Regions from separate parts of the Mus musculus genome. Here regions 1 and 3 are each linked to region 2. Evidence: chromatin contacts called from public Hi-C data. All regions are on one chromosome and are shown on one strand. Each heading gives the region's core, a stretch centred on a gene start, on an enhancer-like site or on the middle of the called end of the contact. The rest is flanking DNA. Distances are from core to core; before and after follow the strand shown.

Evidence for each region. A called contact is a pair of places that touch in the nucleus more often than the background predicts.
Region 1: a Hi-C map of the N1E-115 cell line shows a contact between it and region 2, with 3 times the contacts expected there. The contact joins two enhancer-like sites. A contact is called at or near these places in 6 of 484 Hi-C or Micro-C datasets (B cells, the Ba/F3 cell line, the G1E-ER4 cell line and 3 more) and 1 of 115 datasets of contacts at active chromatin or transcription factors (embryonic stem cells).
Region 3: a contact with region 2 is called in a Hi-C map of embryonic stem cells, with 2.8 times the contacts expected there. The contact joins two enhancer-like sites. A contact is called at or near these places in 6 of 484 Hi-C or Micro-C datasets (the MNK3 cell line, cardiomyocytes and embryonic stem cells) and 4 of 115 datasets of contacts at active chromatin or transcription factors (embryonic stem cells and epiblast stem cells).

What each region holds. Positions count from the first base shown.
Region 1 is chr11:20,444,694-20,448,862 of GRCm38.p6, reverse strand. It overlaps the pseudogene Gm12034. Among named protein-coding and RNA genes, the nearest start is that of Gm39606, 6.3 kb to the left of the region's middle. Within about 2 kb of position 2,767, at least 35 of the 459 cell types and tissues checked have an H3K27ac peak or open chromatin away from gene starts, as enhancers often do. A contact at or near this core is called in the N1E-115 cell line, where this site is marked.
Region 2 is chr11:20,138,788-20,142,996 of GRCm38.p6, reverse strand. It overlaps the pseudogene Gm12030. Among named protein-coding and RNA genes, the nearest start is that of Actr2, 28 kb to the right of the region's middle. Within about 2 kb of position 2,511, at least 11 of the 459 cell types and tissues checked have an H3K27ac peak or open chromatin away from gene starts, as enhancers often do. A contact at or near this core is called in the N1E-115 cell line and embryonic stem cells, where this site is marked.
Region 3 is chr11:20,638,207-20,642,366 of GRCm38.p6, reverse strand. All of the region lies in intron 1 of Sertad2 (SERTA domain containing 2), which reads right to left. Among named protein-coding and RNA genes, the nearest start is that of Sertad2, 8.3 kb to the right of the region's middle. Within about 2 kb of position 2,361, at least 166 of the 459 cell types and tissues checked have an H3K27ac peak or open chromatin away from gene starts, as enhancers often do. A contact at or near this core is called in embryonic stem cells, where this site is marked.

The DNA of each region.
Region 1 (4,169 bases), core at 1,518-4,017, 310 kb before region 2:
GAGCTTAGGAAATTCAAGTTTTTTTTTATTTGAATTTATTATTAAGATTCATTTTATTTTTAATTATGTGTTGGGGTGTGTGTGTTCATGACTATAAGTGCCCCAGTGGCTGACTGCTTTAAAAGCCATGTTCTGGCCCCTGATTGATCCAAGGTGGCCCAGGAATCCATATTACTAGAAATTTGCTCAAATAATTATATGATCACTTGGCACTGGTTCTCTGGCAGGGAGATAGAAGGAAAGTTTCTTTTTTTTTTTTTTTTTTTTTTTACTTTAAAAAAAAATTATTTATTTATTATATGTAAGTACACTGTAGCTGTCTTCAGACACTCCAGAAGAGGGAGTCAGATCTCGTTACGGATGGTTGTGAGCCACCATGTGGTTGCTGGGATTTGAACTCCGGACCTTCGGAGGAGCAGTCGGGTGCTCTTAACCACTGAGCCATCCCACCAGCCCCCAAAAGGAAAGTTTCTAAGCTGTGATCTTTTTCCTCCCTTTGCAATTCTGTCTTGATCCAGCCCAAGGTGGGCCCTCTTGTCCTCCCTCGGCACCACCATGCTTGGCACACACTTCCTTTTAATGCTGACCTGTGTGTTCAGCACAGAGAGACTGAGTGGACCTTGGGATGGGGAGATGACGGGTGGGGGACACTATTTCAGAATACTTTTGATTGATGAGAACCCAAGTGGGTTCCACTATGAACTGCACCTGAAACACTCCCTATAGGCTCATGCGTTGAATGCGTGGTTTTTAGTTGGTGGTGCTGTCGTGTGAAGTGATAGAAATTTTAGGAGGTGGGGCCTCAGTAGAAGAAGATGTCACAGGAAGATTGCATTCTTTCTGTTGGCTTACTCTGGTTCAGGGTCTCTTCTGTTCTTCTCCTTCCCCAACTGTGTTTTCCTCTTCCTCCTCCTGTCACCATGATGTTCTGTCTTATGACAAGCTAGAATCAGCAAAGCCAAGGACTATGGACTGAACCCTCTGAAACTGTGAGCCAAAATAAATGCTTTCTCCTTCATGGTGTTTGGTTTAGAGTGACAAACTAAAATGAACACAGCAAATTAGCTGGATCATACATACAAACAAAACTTGCCCAAAGGACTTATTCTCCTCATGTGCAGCAGCTGCTGCTCAAGACTCTGAAAGTATTCCCGCACTCACAGTGTACAAGGACCCGTCCTTGACCTGCACCCCCGAGTCTACTCCCTACCCTGCTATCTAGCACCCCGGCTATGTAGGCTACATTTCTCATGGTGGTTAAACTTCAGGGCAGGCTGGCTCTCAGCCCTTGGTCCTAAGTCTCCACTAATTGTACCCCTTTCCCATATAAAACAGCATTTCAGTTCTTATCCAGAAATAATACTGGGTGCCCTTTACAATCCACTTAATAGAAAAAGGGGCAAAGGTGTGTGAGGTCAAAACTATTTCATAAAAAGATGCACTTACTCTCTCCACTCTTGTGTTCCCCTTATGGGAAGAAAGCTAAGTGCTTTGGGAAATGCAGTCGATATTACAGCAGACACAAATGCAGAAGCAAACAGGAGACTCCATCTGTCTTTCATTGAGCTAAACAGTAAAAACAAACAAACAAACAAATAAATGGCAGAAATGTAAAATAGTACCATACTTAACATTTTTTTTTGTTTCACAAACTATATTTTTCTAAATAAACCCACGTGTAGTGGTTTTATTATTATAAGAAGTAACCATCTTCTAGATTCTTAGTTTTCACTCCTAAATTGGTAAATGTTCAGAGGTACAACCCACATAGACAGAAAAATCCTCTTGGAGGTTCTTCTGGGTGATGTTTGAGTATAAGATAGTGGTTCTTAACCATGGGTCGTGACCCCCTGGGGGTCAAACTTTCATAGGAACTGCCTAAGACACAGATATTTACATTATGATTCATAACAGTAGAAAAATTACAGTTATGAAGTAGCAATAAAAACAATTTTATGGTTGGGGTCACCACAACGTGAGGAACTGTATTAAAGGGCCACAGTCTTTTTTTTTTTCTTGTTTTCAGGTTTATTGAAAATATGGCATAACAGATTAAACAGCTCCACGTGTTTTGAAATTCATGCCAACTGTAGGCTGAGTGACCTGAAGGTTAGAGAGACTGCCAAAGTCCAGAAGCTTCAGCATCTCCTTGGTGTCGGGATCCACCTCAATGATCTCCTGATCTAGGGCTGAGACCTCAGGAACGTAATTATCTCTCCTCTCTCTCTCTCCTTCCTGCAACTTAATAGAGATGCCTCTCACAGGACCTCTCTGAATCCGCTTCATCAGATGCGTGACGTATCCGGCTATCTCGTTCCGAAGCTTCTTGCTGGGGATAATGGCGATCTCCTCGCACACGCGCTTGTTGGTGTGGAAGTCATTACCCAGACGCGTGTAGTACTTCTCGATGATGATCCGGGCAGCCTTCTTCACGGTCTTGGTGCGAACGCGGAAAGGGCCACAGTCTTAGGAAGGCTGAGAACACTGGTATAAAGGGTTCCTGAGCAACGTTGTCTCATTTCCTCTGATCTCTACTGGCGAGGAACTCACTCACCTGTGAGAATGAGCTAGCTTCCACAGCTGGAAAAGCCAGCGTCCAGACCACAGCGCCTGCCCTCTGAGGACCTCTGGTTTTGAAGTTCTTGACAGGGCAGGCCTGCACACGAGGTAAGAGATGCCTGTAACTGCTATCTTCCAGCACACACTGAGGGGAGAGGAGGTACAGACATCTCCTCTCCCTCTTCCAGTGGCCGATCTCCAGGACCAGCCCTCATCTGCCCCCTGGTGGCAGGTAGCCCCCATACATGGGATCTCAAAATATATCGCTCTCTCTTTCCCCTGTTTTCTCCTCCCCATCTTTCCCTCTTTCCCCGCGCTGGTGAAAGTCCAGGGCTTTCAGCACACTAGGCAAATCCTCTGTCTCACTGTCACATGCCCCTAGTCTTTTTCCCCTCAAGTAGCTGGATGTTGATCGCACCCAGCCCGATGGCCTCTTCTAGGTGAGGGTGAATGATAATATTTTTCTGCATATTTATCTCTTCGTAGTTAATTACCGATCGTTCCTGGCTCTGAACCTGCCCTTTAGCTGGGTTAGGAGTCTTGCCTTTGACTAGGGCATGTGACAGTGAGACAGAGGGTTTGCCTAGTGTGCTGAAAGCCCTGGGTTCAGTCACCAGAGCAGGGAAAGGGAAAGATGGGGAGGAGAAAACAGGGGAAAGAGAAAGCGATATATTTTGAGATCCCTGTAACCCCCGAGCAGCAGGAGAGCTGTTAAAGCAGCGGCTCCAGCCTGAGGCCACCATAAGATACCACCACAGCTGTCAAAACGACAGCATCTGTCATAATGGTGGCACCTATCAAAGCAGTGTATCTCCTCAGCCTACAGCCTTTGTGAAATACCACCTCTGGAGCTGTCTACAGTGGCAACACCTTCTCTGCAGCCTCCCCAAGGAGGTTAGCAGTGATAGCACCTCAGCCAAATCGGCCTGTGGCCGGGAAGGACTTCCCATCCCCACCCATGAGCCTGATACAGGGAAAAGGGGGTCAAAAGAAAACCGCGGATCCCTGAGCTTTCCACAAAACCCACCAATCCCAAAGCTCAGCACTTGAAATCCAACCAGTTCTCGATCTGGAAATCTCTGCCCTGAAAAGCCCCGCCCCCTAAGAAATCCTGTGGCGAAAACGGTGCCTCCCCCCCCCCCCCCCCCCCGCCCTTCCATTAGGAAAGCCCTGCCCTTTGTTCAATTCCCTGCTGGACTCATCCCTCCATGCCCTGGACCCTGTAAGAAATCTTTTTTTTTTTTTTTTTTAATATGAGATTTGCTGCCTGATGGGACTCTCTCATCAGAAGAGTCCAAGAAGCAACAAAGATGGGAGGAACTGAAGAGGTGGAGCGGGGCTGAGGCTCCTGACTCCGGGCTCCTCAGCTCAGCTGGGGATACCCTCCCCGGACTGCGAGGCCTCTGCTGAGGAGGCCTCCCCTCAGAGCGGGGTGGTTCCTGGACTTCTGTGTTTCAGGGTGCCCTTCGAACTGAGCAAGAACACTTACAATTCCCAATTATATAAGCTGTGTTCTTTTCTTTATGCATATATCCTCAGGACAAAGTTTAATTTACAAATTAACAAGTTAAACACACTGAGTGGTTAGCAACCAGGGCTACTAAGAAAAT
Region 2 (4,209 bases), core at 1,262-3,761:
CTCTGCCTCCCGAGGGCTGGGATGAAAGGCGTGCACCACCGCGCCCGGCTTATTTTTTTTTAATCTATTTTTTTTTAAGATTTTTTTTTGAGTATCAAAAAAGTTTATTTAGCAAACAGTATTATATGAGAATGTCCATGACCTAATTCTAGATCACAATCAAACAGGCCTTTGGGGAGGGATGTGTACACACTGCTGAACACTGGTCAGACTCTTTCCAAGGATTCTAACATGATACTGTTTCCTCGGATGACCACCATCCCGATGTTGTGCTGCTGCCCACTGGCTGCCATCTCCACACACTCATCAATCACAGACTCATAACTGGATCAAAGCCCCGAAGCATTCCTTAGATATGTCTGCCATTGTTGTTTAACTTCAACGAAAGCTTCTTGTCCATGAACTTCTTCAGTTTCGGAGGGTGGCCTTGGTACAATAGCAAAGGACTGAGCTTAAAGATGTTATTAAGTCTCTCTCTCTCTCTCTCTCTGTGCTGTTTTGGAGGTCAGAGGGGACCAGATCCCTTGCCACACGTGTGTTCATTCTCATTATTTTATCATCTCACTAACATGTTTTTTCCTGTCTCTACTCACTCTGGTCAGTGTGGAATGTATTACATCCTTATTTTCTAATGTATCATATGTAATTTAAATGTGCTTTCTCCTGATAACTGGGGAAACTGAAATAGAGTACCTTTCCTTGAATTTATGAGCATCTTGGATACCTACCACCCATCCATTCATCTGTCTGTCTGTCTACTTGTTTTTAAGATAGGTTTTTTCTATGTAGCCCTGGATGACCTGGAACTTGGCATGTATACCAGGCTGGCTTCAACATCACAGAGATCTGCATGCACCACCATGCTGGGTCATGTTGGTTTTGACTGACCTGGTCTTTGTGCTTGTCTTGAGCAGGGGATTGGAAGTGCTGTGAGTTCAAAAGTGCAGCAGCCACTCTGTATCCAGATGACAGTATCTGGTGGCACTCCTACCCATCTTCCAGATGGAGAAGGTGTCAGATGCCTCCGATGTCTATATTTATATGCACAGATTAGTGCTGCTCTCAACTGTGGTTGGAGAACCTTCTTTGGCTGTGGACAACAATTAGTGCAGAGACCTCTAACTGGTCAAAGAACTTAACTGAACCTTTGTGTGTTCAGCCCTAAATGGGGTGTCTGTATCCATTCTCCTGAGACCCAGAGAAGACTGCTGAAGGGGAAACAAAAACTCTGCTTAAAATAAATCTTAGCCGGGCATGGTGGTGCACACCTTTAATCCCAGCACTTGGGAGGCAGAGGCAGGCAGATTTCTGAGTTCGAGGCCAGCCTGGTCTACAGAGTGAGTTCCAGGACATCCAGGGCTACACAGAGAAACCCTGTCTCCAAAAACCAAAAAAAAAAAGGCATGGTACAGTGGTAGAGCACTTGTGTAGCATTCTTATGGCCAGGATTTGATATCCAGCACCCAATTTGAATAAAGGAAAATACATCTAAATTGGCTAGAACTTACTGGTACCATAACTTTTTTTTTTGGTTGTTTGTGTGTTATTTGTGGGGGTGTTGTGAGAACTTTCTCCATTGAGACTTAAACATCTACCCCTCCTTGTGAGATACCAAGAATGAACAAAAGCAGGAGTCTAGCAAAGTCCAATGTGGGGAACTTACAGAGCACAGGTTGGGGGTTACTTATAGAAGAACTATTGACTCCAAACAGCCATACCACCAAAACAATCATACCAAACAGCCATACCACCAGAACAATCATACCAAACAGCCATACCACCAGAACAATCCTACCCTAGTAATGATGATGGCTTTCTCATAATCCTTCTGTGAGCTATGTTCATGGGGTCCTGTGCGATGGAGGTATAATTATATACAGATGGCCAGGCGGTGCAGGGCTGTGTGACTGAGACCAAGTGAGGGTCTCATTACCCTCCCTATGCCCCTACTTCTGTGAGAGAATGGCAACAGTCAACAGGCCCAAATGAAGTGTTTCTTATAAGTAATCACGGCTGCTTTGCTGAAGATGATGGCTCAGAGAATAGCACTTCAGCTCATATGTGTGCATATCTGTGTATGCGTGTGTGCACACTCTGTGTTGTGGAAATATATTAAAAAAGAACCGGCATGTTCCCACACTTGTGCCGACAACTCTTTCCCAGCGGCTTTGGCTGGCCGTGCACTGGAGAGCAATGGCTGAACTGTTTTTATCTTGCAGAGACTCTCCGGCCCAGAGTTCCTGAGATGTCTCTACGGAGCTTGCTAAAGTTCCCACTGGCAAGTTGTTACCATATCAGCCCCATGCTTCAAAGCCAAGCCCCCATGGCCTTTGTGGTGCACATCAGGCAAACCCTGATGAATCCTGACGGATCCGCCATTGAAACCAGGAGACACCTTGACCTCGTGCTATGCCTGTCCAAAAGGACTTAACTCTTTCTTGCTTTCTCTCTTCCTCTGTCCAAACTGGAAGTCCCTCCTACTCGCCCTGTGATTGGCTCCTTTATTCATTAGGGGATTGGTTCACAAGAGGTCACCTGAGTATGTCTGACTCATTCCCTGTCTGAAACCCCTCCCAGGAGAGCAGAATTAGCATCAAAATACAAATAGCACCAGGCCCCCATCCACAACAATTTTGCATGCAAATGGTGAAGGTTATCATCAAGATATCTCTTCCAATCTCTACGGTGGCAAACTAGGTTGTATCCCTCCTGTTCCAGTCTCTCTCTCTCTCTCTCTCTCTCTCTCTCTCTCTCTCTCTCTCCATGTTCCTCGGCCCTAGTGAGCAACAGGAACATATAAAAAGCAAAGTTCTTTTTGAAGAAATATTTAATTACACTTATTTATTTGAGTGTATGATGCACATGGGCATGTGCATGCATGCACACCACAGCCCATGTACAGATGTTGGAAGATAGAAGACAACTTCCAGGAGTCAGTCTTCTCTTTCCACTCTTGGGTTCCAGGGATCCGACTCTGACAGTTAGGCTTAGCAGCAACCTCCTCCTCCCTGAGACAAGTTCTCTCTGTGTGGTCCTGGAACTCACTATATAGACCAGGCTGCCCTCAAATTCAAAGACACCCCCTTGCCTTCCTTTAGCCATGAAAGTTCTAGTGATGGGAGTTGGGTCATGAAGCTTTCTGTCAGAACCATTTCTCTGGCCCTTATTTTAGCACGATCTTCAGAGCCTGCCAGGCAATGGCAAACTTCTTTGCTCACTGAGTCATCTTGTCAGACTAAGAGCCTTAGTTCTAGCTGAGTGGTGGTGGCCATGATGTACACCTTTAATCCCAGCATTGGGAGCAGATCTCTGAGTTTGAGGCCAACCTAGTCTATGAAAGGAAATAAAACTTGAGACCTGTGATTCATGTAATTTATGTCAAATAGCCCAAAGAGTTGTTTGTGAGCTTTAAAACCTGGGGCTAAGAACATAGCAGAACAGGCCAGGACATGCCCGGGCAGGCCCGTCATTATGTGTCCTGACTGTCCTGGTACCTCCCTATCTCCCGCCCTTCTGACAGTCTGTTGATGTTTAAATGGACCAATCATGTGAAACCGCGCCAATTCCTCCCCCAGCCCCACCCCTTTTCTATAAAAGTCCCTAGCTTCCAAGCCTCGGGGTCGAAACCACTGTCTCCTGTGTGAGATACGTTTCGAACTGGAGCTCTGCCATTATGGCTCCACCATGTGGTCGACACCTCTGTCTCCTGCGAGAGATACGTGTCGGCCCGGAGCTCCGTCATTAAACTACCTCAAGCTTTTACATCAAGATGGTCGTCTGTTCGTGACTCTTGGGTGCACGCTAAATCGAGAATTGAGTGGGGGTTTCCCCACTAGGTTCTTTCAGTCTACAGAGTGAGTTCCAGTACAGCCAGGGCTACACTGTCTCAGAAACTGAAGCAAAACAACCTAGTTCTGAACAGTACACTCTGTGTGCCACCTTCTTAATAGCTGCTGTGCACTTAAAACCAAGCAGCAGAAGTGCAAGGCAACTGCTGCTCTAACCCCAGGCGCTAAAACGATGCCTGCAGAGTCTCCTGAGGTCTTAACATCTATTTTGCTTTATGTGGCTCCCTCCATTTTTTGTAATGTAATTTATTTGTGAAAAGAACAATAAGATCGGTGAAAATAAGCTCACAGATAAACAAGGGGGTGTGCCCTATCCACCCTGCTTGTTTTAAAAGACCAATCTATTTCCCCATGCATCTGT
Region 3 (4,160 bases), core at 1,112-3,611, 500 kb before region 2:
AAAAGATTTAATTTTAATTTATGTGTATGGGTATTTTGCCTATATGTATGTCTGTGAACCACTTGCTCAACTGGTGCCCAAAGAAACTAAAAACAGGTGTCAGGTCTCCTGGAACTGGAGTTAACGGACAGCTGTGAGCTGCCATGTGGATGCTAAGAACCAAACCCAGGTCCCTTGGAAGAAAACTAGAGCTTTTAACCCTGGAATCATCTCTCCAGCCCCAACACACGATTTTTCAAAAGTCAATTACAGTGCCAAAGCAATCTATGAAGCCTTCAGGTGGACCAAAGAAGTGATAGGAGGAGCACTGGGATGTAGCTCTTGAGGGATGACCGCATACTCTGACACACCCCTTGTTTTCCTGTACAGATCCAGTGTGACCGTAGGCTGCTGAGAGACCACCGGCAATGCTGATCCCACACCAGGCCTCTACACCAACTTACTACTTTTTATTATTTTTATGGATATTTTGCTTGCATGTATGTCTGTGCACCATATGCCTGCCAGGTGCCCAAGGACACCCAGAAGAGGACCCAGATCCCTTGGAACTAGCATTATGAATGGTTGTAAGCCATCATGTGGGTGCTAGGAACTGAACCCAGGTCCTCTGGGAGAGTAGCCAATGTTCTTAACCTCTGAGCCATCTCTCCATCCATACCCACCCCAATGTACTACTTTTGAAGAAAAAAGGAGCCAAGAGGGAAGAGAAGGCTCCCAAGAGAACACCCGAGATTTCTCATCTGCATCTGGTGCTGCCAGAGGCCTAGGCTCTTGACTTGTAACAGTTTCCCTTGAGTGAGTAGCAGGGGAAAGCATGTTCCTAACTCAATCAACTGTGTGGTAGAATTCAGTCTCAGAGACAGACCGGGAGGGGCAGTAAAAGCCCAATAAGGGAAAATTCCTTCTGGCAAGTGAATATAACCTCCAGCTGAATAGAGACCTATTATCCCAGTTGTGCCTAGCCAATCACCTAGTCCTCGGACCACCTCTAGGAAAGTCAGCTCACACCTTTAATCCTAGCACTGGGCAGGCAGATCTCTATGAGTTCAAGGCCAGCCTGGTCTACATAGGGAGTTCCTAGCTGGCCAGGGTTAACTACATGGTGAGAGCCTGTCTCAAACAGCCAAAAAGATAGGTAGAAGACTCTATTTCTCTTAATGAGATACTGTACTCTTCTTTGTCATTCCTGCCCTCAGCCTAGTCCGTCCTGGCCACCACGAGATCACTGGGTCTGCTGCCATTTCTGAGGCCTAAGTCACAAAGACACTCTTCCTCTTCTCTCCCTCTCCCTCCCTCTCTCTCAGATGCTGGTCAGAAGCTAAGGATGCTCTTGTCTGATACCTGGGCTTCCTCATTCTTCCTAAAGCCTTCCTCCCTGCCTCGTGGCTCCTTGCTCTCCCGAGGAGAGGCGTTGTCCCTTCTCTCCTTTCCCCTCCTGTGGGTAGCTGTCAATGACCCCACCCTGGGGGTTTTCTTTTAACTCTAGCTGAACTCATTCTCACATTCTTTTATTAGTGAGAGTGAGACCCCTCCCAGGGGCAACCCCAGTTGCACTTTGTCAACAGTGGCTAAAGTGGGGCTGGAGAGAAATTGTGCAGAAACAATTTCTGAAATGGAATTTTCTCTGTTCCTTATCCTGCTTTTGAAGTGAGCTTCTGTCCTCGACAGAACACTAGCCTGGCCTTCCCTGCAGTATGGCAGTGAGGAAAAACCCCATCTTGCGTTAATGGGAAACCATACTGGCTTAGATAGCTTTCCACACGTAACACACCACACCCAGAAGAACACAGCACACTAAGAAACCTGCTCATGGCTAAGCTTTTAAAGCCCAACTTCCCCTCAAGGCACAAGAAAGAGACCAGAAAGACTGAACTGCTAAGGAAGTGGTGGTCAGGGATGCTGGCACAATCCTAAGGGAAGCTACAAGAAACAGAGCAGCCTCCCTGTCCTGGGCTGTCGCCAGGCAGGAAGGTACATGATGGGGGCAGGGGTTGGGGGTGGGGGTGGGGGGTGGCATCAGGCAATCTTCAGACACCAGTGGCAGTCCCTGGCCCAGGGGAGCAACAGTCCGACAGGGCGAGAAGCTCTGCCACTTACAAACAGGGAAAGACAACAGCACCCCACCCCTTTCCACCCATGCTAGTGACAGACCGTGAGGCCGTCGGGATCTGGAAGGTCTTATTTTTAAACTAAAGCCTACCCAGGGTTTCAGAGGTCTCTGCAGTAACATCCATGCTAATTGGTAAGTAAGACAAAGCCTCCCTAACAAATCAGCACAGTAATTACAAAGCCACTCTCCAGATCAGGCAGTCCCCGCGCTCACTCTGCCTGCTGTAACCTGACACCCACCGTGGCTCCACTCAGTCAGGCCCTCGGGCCAACCCTGCCCACCCAGCCAGCTGCAAACTCTCTGCCCCTCCAGAGGGCCACCATACCATCGGCCAGGATACCAGGCTCTGTGCTTATGACACAACTTTACCATGTGGGGTTGTTTTCTAATGTCTACAATCAACAAATTTTATCATTCCTCTTAGGATTTTCACTATCAGCTAAATTGGATACAATTTCTAACGCTGGCTTATCAAACATAATCGTTTCACGTGAAAACAAATGGAATTTTAACAGGCGACAACCAATTACACTGAGTAAACAAGAGTCAACTTTTAGAAGTGAATGTTTCTTTAGAATGACGAAAAGAGAGATAAGGAAGAATAAAGTATGTCTTAATTGCAAAAATCTGAAAAGCAAAAATGGCTTTTAAAGCCTGTCAGCAGTGGGATGTGTTTCTAATAGCCACTTGCTGGCTTTCTGTCCCCTGGAAATTTTAGGTTGCAACCCCAATGAATTGAGGATACCAGCCATCTTCTAAGGCTGACGATGGAACTGCTAACAAGTCCTCTATTTCACCCCAGAATTCTGGCTTAAAGCAATGTCTAAACTTACAGTTTCACAGATACAACATGATTTGAGGCCTCAATTTGGCTAGAAAACACACCAGAATGGTCATGTAGATAAAACAAAATCAACAGAATGTTGGTTCCTTTAGAGCTGGGTAATGAGCACTGCACTTTGACTTCTGAGTCTGTCTGGAATTTTCCATAAAAGTTAAACAATACATCACTATATATTAAAAAAAAAAAAGACCAAAAACAAACAAAAAAATTCTGTACACGTAAAAACCAAATGAAATAGGCACAGCAAATTTCTTACATGAGAATTACACTAACTCTATAAGCATGTTTACACAGATGAATGAGTGTTTTATGTAAACAAGCATGCCCAATGCAAATTGGAATCCTATAAACATCGGCAGCACCACATCTACCACAAGGGGGCGCCACAGAGCAGCAAGGCATCTTCCAACTCCATGTCAGTTCCTACCTACAGAGTTCTCAAAGCATTTACATTTCCAAATTCCATCTTCTATTCAGGTGTTCACATGGCAATGCTGAATGCTAGAAGCCTTACCAAGCTCCAACTAAATTATATAATGTTATGGTACAACCTTTTATTGCTTGTATATAAGTAACACCATGGTTAGGATCTCTGGAGGATTACTGAAGAGAGACACAAAACCAAGCACAAATCCAAGTCATGAAATGTGGACTCAGAGGAGGCAACAGTTCAGATCCAGATCTCCAGTGGGATTCTGAGATTGACTTCTAACCACACAGCCAACCTTCCACATTTACAACCAAAAAGTTTACTAGTATAGTCACTTTCAATAATCCTATTGCATCTTAATAACAGTAAATTACTTCCACACTGAACAATACTTCAGGCAATTATTGGAGGAAATCCTTCATCAGGAACACGGAGGAGAAGCCATTTAATTGTAAAATGTAACACAGTTTTAACCTCAGGGATATACTGAAGCAAGTTACTTTGAGACAGTTGGGATTCTCTCTGGTCAGATTACTAGCTCAGGTTATATGATGCCTGGTCAGTAATAATGCTTCTAACACATGAACTAGTTGCCTTTTTTTCCGTTTGAAAGCCAGTAATTAGAAACATATATATTATAATTATCTGCATTATGATGCTGCTTTATAATCATTTGGTGTCCAGGGTACATCTTCAGCATCCTGAGTCTAAAGTCTCATTAGCATTAAGGAATCTTCAGCTTTGACTTTCCCCAGAGGATTTCCTGCCAGGGAACC